Regions from separate parts of the Sus scrofa genome. Here region 1 is linked to region 2. Evidence: chromatin contacts called from public Hi-C data. All regions are on one chromosome and are shown on one strand. Each heading gives the region's core, a stretch centred on a gene start, on an enhancer-like site or on the middle of the called end of the contact. The rest is flanking DNA. Distances are from core to core; before and after follow the strand shown. Region 1 has its middle 32 kb from the start of PMP2. Region 2 has its middle 14 kb from the start of FABP4.

Evidence for each region. A called contact is a pair of places that touch in the nucleus more often than the background predicts.
Region 1: a contact with region 2 is called in a Hi-C map of retroperitoneal adipose tissue, with 1.6 times the contacts expected there. The contact joins two enhancer-like sites. A contact is called at or near these places in 5 of 47 Hi-C or Micro-C datasets (omental adipose tissue, psoas muscle, retroperitoneal adipose tissue and 2 more) and 2 of 2 datasets of contacts at active chromatin or transcription factors (alveolar macrophages and skeletal muscle).

The regions. Positions count from the first base shown.
Region 1 is chr4:55,166,605-55,169,304 of Sscrofa11.1, reverse strand. No RefSeq gene overlaps it. Among named protein-coding and RNA genes, the nearest start is that of PMP2, 32 kb to the right of the region's middle. Within about 2 kb of position 1,319, at least 12 of the 83 cell types and tissues checked have an H3K27ac peak or open chromatin away from gene starts, as enhancers often do. A contact at or near this core is called in retroperitoneal adipose tissue, where this site is marked.
Region 2 is chr4:55,080,585-55,083,430 of Sscrofa11.1, reverse strand. No RefSeq gene overlaps it. Among named protein-coding and RNA genes, the nearest start is that of FABP4, 14 kb to the left of the region's middle. Within about 2 kb of position 1,585, at least 1 of the 83 cell types and tissues checked has an H3K27ac peak or open chromatin away from gene starts, as enhancers often do. A contact at or near this core is called in retroperitoneal adipose tissue, where this site is marked.

The DNA of each region.
Region 1 (2,700 bases), core at 70-2,569, 86 kb before region 2:
GACAGATAAGGGAAATCTTAAAAACACTTAATAAGATTTAGGAGCTTGAAATTTTACATTTTCGAAGACAACATGGATCTATTTTTTTCAAAATGAAAGTGTCACTGGAAAGATGTTATTGGAATCCAGGTTCTTGTTCATGGAGCCGAAGAATGAACTTCACCAACGCACAGGCAGCAAGTAAGCAAAGGTCTTTATCACAGGAAAGCAAATAGCTCCCAGCACAGACGCTGGGAGGGGGGAGGAAGAGTCTCCCTCTCTATTGTTCTATGAGATTTTTATCTCTTAAAGATAGGAGTACCAACATGGGGTCCAGATTATCAGTTCTTTTTCCCATTGGCCTTGACCAGTTTACCTACATCAGTCCCTGTCCTATAGGAGTCTTAGGGTAGATATATCCCATAAGTCTTATGGTTCCTTTGTTCTTCTCTTCCCCAGACTGGGAGTTGCCATTCCCCTCATTCCTTTTCTATCAGTTGAGGAGTGGGTTCGAGATTAACATCCTTCTGGAGGCCTGTGGGGATGCTACTTCCTGGAACTCTTAAAAGTCACAGACGTTAATCAATGACCATATCAAAGAATATATCAAAGCCCATGTTGCTGCACTAACTACCTGAATTATTATTCTGCCTCAAAAGGAAAAGCAAAAGCGTTCCAAACTTCCTCCATATTTTCTAGATGTATTCTTGCCAGTGGCATGGAAAGCATCCACTCAACAGATATAGCCCTTTCTGTCTATGAATTGAGATACTCCATCCACAGTTGGCAGGAGCAAGAGGTTACCTCAAGTGTGGAGCTGCCTCATGGATTTTAAAATGCCAGAAGTCTCATCTTCCCCCAAGTCCCTCCCCACCAATTGTAAATCCCCAGTATGAGTGTTAACAAATTAGATAGATACATAGTCTCTCTAAGGACCCTTCTTCTCTTATCAGTTTATCACAAAAGAATACATGTTAGGATCAAGCCCTGAAGTAGGGTGTAAGCCTGGGTCAAAAGGTGAATCACAGTACATGCCTGGGAAGGGAACAGTCGTTCCAGAGGGAAGTGGGTGGGGTATTTCAGTGCTACCAGAATGGTTTTACATAGTTCCTGCTCCTCCATTACCCTCTAGTGAGTGTACATTTTACAATTCTATATTACTCGAGTCTTAAAGGGAGAAATATCTCATCAACTTTTTCTCCTGGGAATAAAGTCTGGAAATTATCAGGATGGAATTATACAGCATTACTTTATCTCCTGAAAGAGCATGTCTGAGCTCGAGGTTCTGTTCAGATAAAAGTTGGCCAAGAGACAACTCATTGGTTCTATGTTAGTTCCCCCCAGGTCATGGAAAAATTCCAGAAATGACAGCTTTCTTCCTGCCCATTATCAGGTATGGACTCCACCCTGCTGTTCTGTTCAAATGGTTCAGTTACTGAAAAAGAATACAAAGAAAAATAGAAGCAGAAGCATTTATTTGCCTTCTTACTAGGCCTTAACTATGTTTCTAAAATGGAGCCAAGGCATGAAATTCCTTCAGATGGACATAATCTTGTGGGACCAGCTGTACCAGTGAAGCCCCTGAATGCAATAAAATGGTATTGAGAATTTTATCATGCCCTTTCTGCTGGAAAGAATTTATATTTTTCATCGGCTTCTCAAATGCCACCATGGCCCAAGAAATTCTACGAACTATCAGAGAAGATTTAAAGCTTTGAGTGAGTAACTCTGCTCTGAGGGGAAAAGGACTGTAAAGGAGGAAGTTATAATGAACACAGTTTTAATAATGTCATCTGGTGCAACATTGCATGAAACAGACAGTACAATGTACAATCATACTTAGTTTGAGTCATTGCAATTTGCAGTCATTTGACTTTTGTGTTGTATACAAAGCTACATATTGCTATAATTTGCAGTTTCAGGCATTTAGGGGAGTGGGAGCTGATCTCCCACTGGAAGTTTACTTCTCTAAGAGGTATGAAGGGTGGGGTCTGAATAGTGTGATTTAAAGGAAGGAGTCTTTTTTTGGGGGGGTACTCCCTCAGCATGACATAGTTCCCAGGTCAGGGTTTGAACCCTTGCCACAGCAGTAGCCCAAGCCACTGCAGTGATAAAGCTGAATCCTTAACCACTGGGCCACAAGAGATCTCCAGAAGGAGTCTTGATGAAATAAAAATGTCCACTCCTTTTATCTTTGATTGTTTGTTTGTTTGTTTGTTTTTGCTTTTTAGGGCTGTACCTGTGGCATAAGGAAGTTCCCAGGCTAGGGATCAAATCAGAGCTACAGCTGCCAGCCTACACAACAGCCACAGCAATGTAGAATCCGAGCCACGTATGTGACGTATACCCCGGCTCATGGCAATGCCAGATCCTTAACCCACTGAGCAAGGTCAGGGATGGAACCCATATCATCATGGACCCAAGTTGGGTTCGTTACTGCTGAGCCATGACAGGAATTCCTATCTTAGTTTAAATTGTTGCTTTTCTAATACTTTGCACTAAAACATAAATGAATCATAGAATTCCTAGCCTCTTAACTTCTCCCAGATCTGTGTATTTGTGTTGGTTTGATGGTTATTTAAAGAGCCTGGTATAGTTTTCTTAAAGGGTGAAGTAGAGGATGTTGGCAAAGTCCTTAATAGAGTTACTCATATCACCTCCCATCTTTTCCCTAGTGGTGTACCACTTAATATTCTAATATAACAGCATTTCATGATTATT
Region 2 (2,846 bases), core at 336-2,835:
TGATGTACAGCAGAAATTGACAGAACATTGTAAGTCAACTATAATCAAAATTTTTTTAAAAAATTTTGCTTTGCCATAATGTGTATGAGCTTTATGAAAATGTGTTTCTTTCTCTTACCTGCTCTAGCCAAATTAATGGATCAGCATCCTTTCAGCAATATTAACAGGAAAGACCATGTACTCATGCATTCCCAGGGATGCCAAAAAGTTTCCCTTCATCCAAATTTCTTCGGGATTTTGATTCCTAACTGCCCTTAAACTTGGAAGCAACTATTCCAGCTCTTGCTCTTTTCCCTAGTTATCTTGCCAAATTCCACAAATGTCATTCTTGCTTCCTTTCGAATCACGCCCAGGGACATTGTCCTCACTTTTTTTCTGGATGGCTTTTTACCCCTTGTCCTTTGACACACTTCTAAGTTTCTCAGGGCTACAGAACATGGACTATTTTTAATCAATGACACATTCTCAGTTCCCAATATTCATGTTTTTTTTAAATTATGAGACATATATTGTCTTTATTCAAAAACAACATTCTATTTTTAAAAATCACAGAAGAGTAGTCCAAAGTGCAACCTAACTATTTCATAGATGCAAAAATATCTGGAACATAAGATCTTAGTGAACATAGATCCTCAAAAGTACATTATTCCTTCTAATTGGTGGATACTTGCCTAATAACATTATCTGGAACTGCAAATGAAAAAAGAAAAACTAAATATATAAAAGAAGGCATATAATAATTTTACACCTAATGTATAGGCTCTACTTTTTAATGTTTTAAAGTTAATTTTTACAAAAAAATCCTTTTACCCTTTATGGAATATAAGATATTCTTTAAAATTTTAAGATAGTCCATTCTTAAAATTTTTACTGCTCTTAACTTTCCTCCTAGATTCCTATAATTACTACTATTTTACAATAGGATCAAGAAAATAATTAGAAAATCATAGAATTATGCTGCTGTCGCTGAATTGGAGTGAATTCTATTTATTTTACAGTTAAGAAAATAGATCCCCAATATGTTGTATGGCTTGTCCTAATTCACACAGACAAAAATTCAATGAGCATCACAATGGATTTCTTTTAGTTTTATATGTATGCTCTTTTCCATACTGAAATTTTATTTTCCCAGTGTTATTCTATTTACACTAAATTTTAGTCCAATGTACATCATGCTAGAAGTTATAATAATCTGTATTGAACACATCGAGGAATCTCCTTAGGTTTTCTTGATGGTCTTGTCTCTTGAATCCTCTGCCCGAGCTTCCGCAGCAACCAGGACAGTAGAACATAAAAAAACACCTCATTCCTAGGATTGTGGATCTTGGTGTAGGCCTTAAAGGCTTTAAGAATGCAAGGATTAGGGTCTCCATCATATCTCTATGCAATTTACCTATGTGTCTAGCTCCTGGAAAAACTAGATACTTCTTGGCTGTTGATTATGGACTGCCATCTACCTAAGCAGATGCCATCTCCAAACAAAGCTGATGTGCCATCTGGGATATTTTTACTGCATCAGCCAAGCACATTCAGAGATTTAGGTGAGCAGGCACTGTCAGGTGGGGCTTCCAGGCAGGTAGCAGGATCACAATGGCAGGGCATTGCTTGGGACTCAACCAGGAGGCTGATTAACAATAACAAGACCCAGGAGTTCCCATCGTGGTGCAGAGGAAACAAATCTGACTAGGAACCATGAGGTTGCGGGTTCAATCCCTGGCCTTGCTCAGTGGGTTAAGGATCCAGTGTTGCCATGAGCTATGGTGTAGGTCACGGACATGGCTGGGATCTGGTGTTGCTGTGGCTCTGGCGTAGGCCGGCGGCCACAGCTCCGATTGGAACCTCCATATGCCGTGGGTGTGCCCCTAAAAATACAAAAAAAAACAAACAAAACAAAACAAAACAAAAAAATAATAACAAGACCCAGCCACTGGAGTAAGTTCATCAAAGCAGTCTAAGAGTAGGCACTGGGTCCCAGAAACAAGGAGGAAGCCCAGTTTCTAGAATCTAGACACTGATGCTCTGGATCCTGGGCTGGGAGATTAGTGGCTAAGACAATGCTGTCTCCCAGTGAGGACCAAGATGGGGCGTGTGCTTTCTGAAGACAGAAAAGTTGAAACTCCAGGAAAGAATGAAGTGATCTCAACCACAAGGAGCAGTATGAGTGACCAAGGCCCAAACAGGTCATCATAACTATGCACAATTCCCACCCTCCCTCCCCTGATTGAGTTTGAAGACGATTTTTTTTTTCTGTGTATTTATTTCTTTACCTATGTATTTTCTTTTAATATCTATCTTCTACCAGCTGCTAGTATTAGTTTTATTAATGTTAATAATCATAACATGAAAACATGGTTAAGTCTGTTAGAGAGATTAGACTTTAAAATACATAAATGTAATATAGAGTAATAGGTGCCTGGGTTCAGGTAGGTACGGATTCAGACAGAATAATAATTTTACTTGGAAAGGTCACAAAAGCCTTGACAGGTTGAACCATGTTCTAGCTTAAGGTTGAAAGTTGAAGAGTCCACCAAATAGTCACGAGAAGTATATTGCAGGTAAAGGAGTTTCTTCATACTTTGTTAATCAAGATGGAATGAGAGGGTAGAAATATACAAAGGGGCTACGTGACAAATAGCATTAGATCCTTTGCAGAAGAGTCTGGATTTTAAGCTACAGAGATTTGAAGATTTTTAAGCCACTGAGAAACACAGTTTATCTTTTACAAAATTCACTCTGGCAATACTATGGGAGTTGAGACTGGAATCAAATTGGAAAGGGGAGACAGGCAAGCCAGGGGGACCCCAGAAGGAAGAAGACTAGTGAGGAATTGTTAAAATAAATCAGGA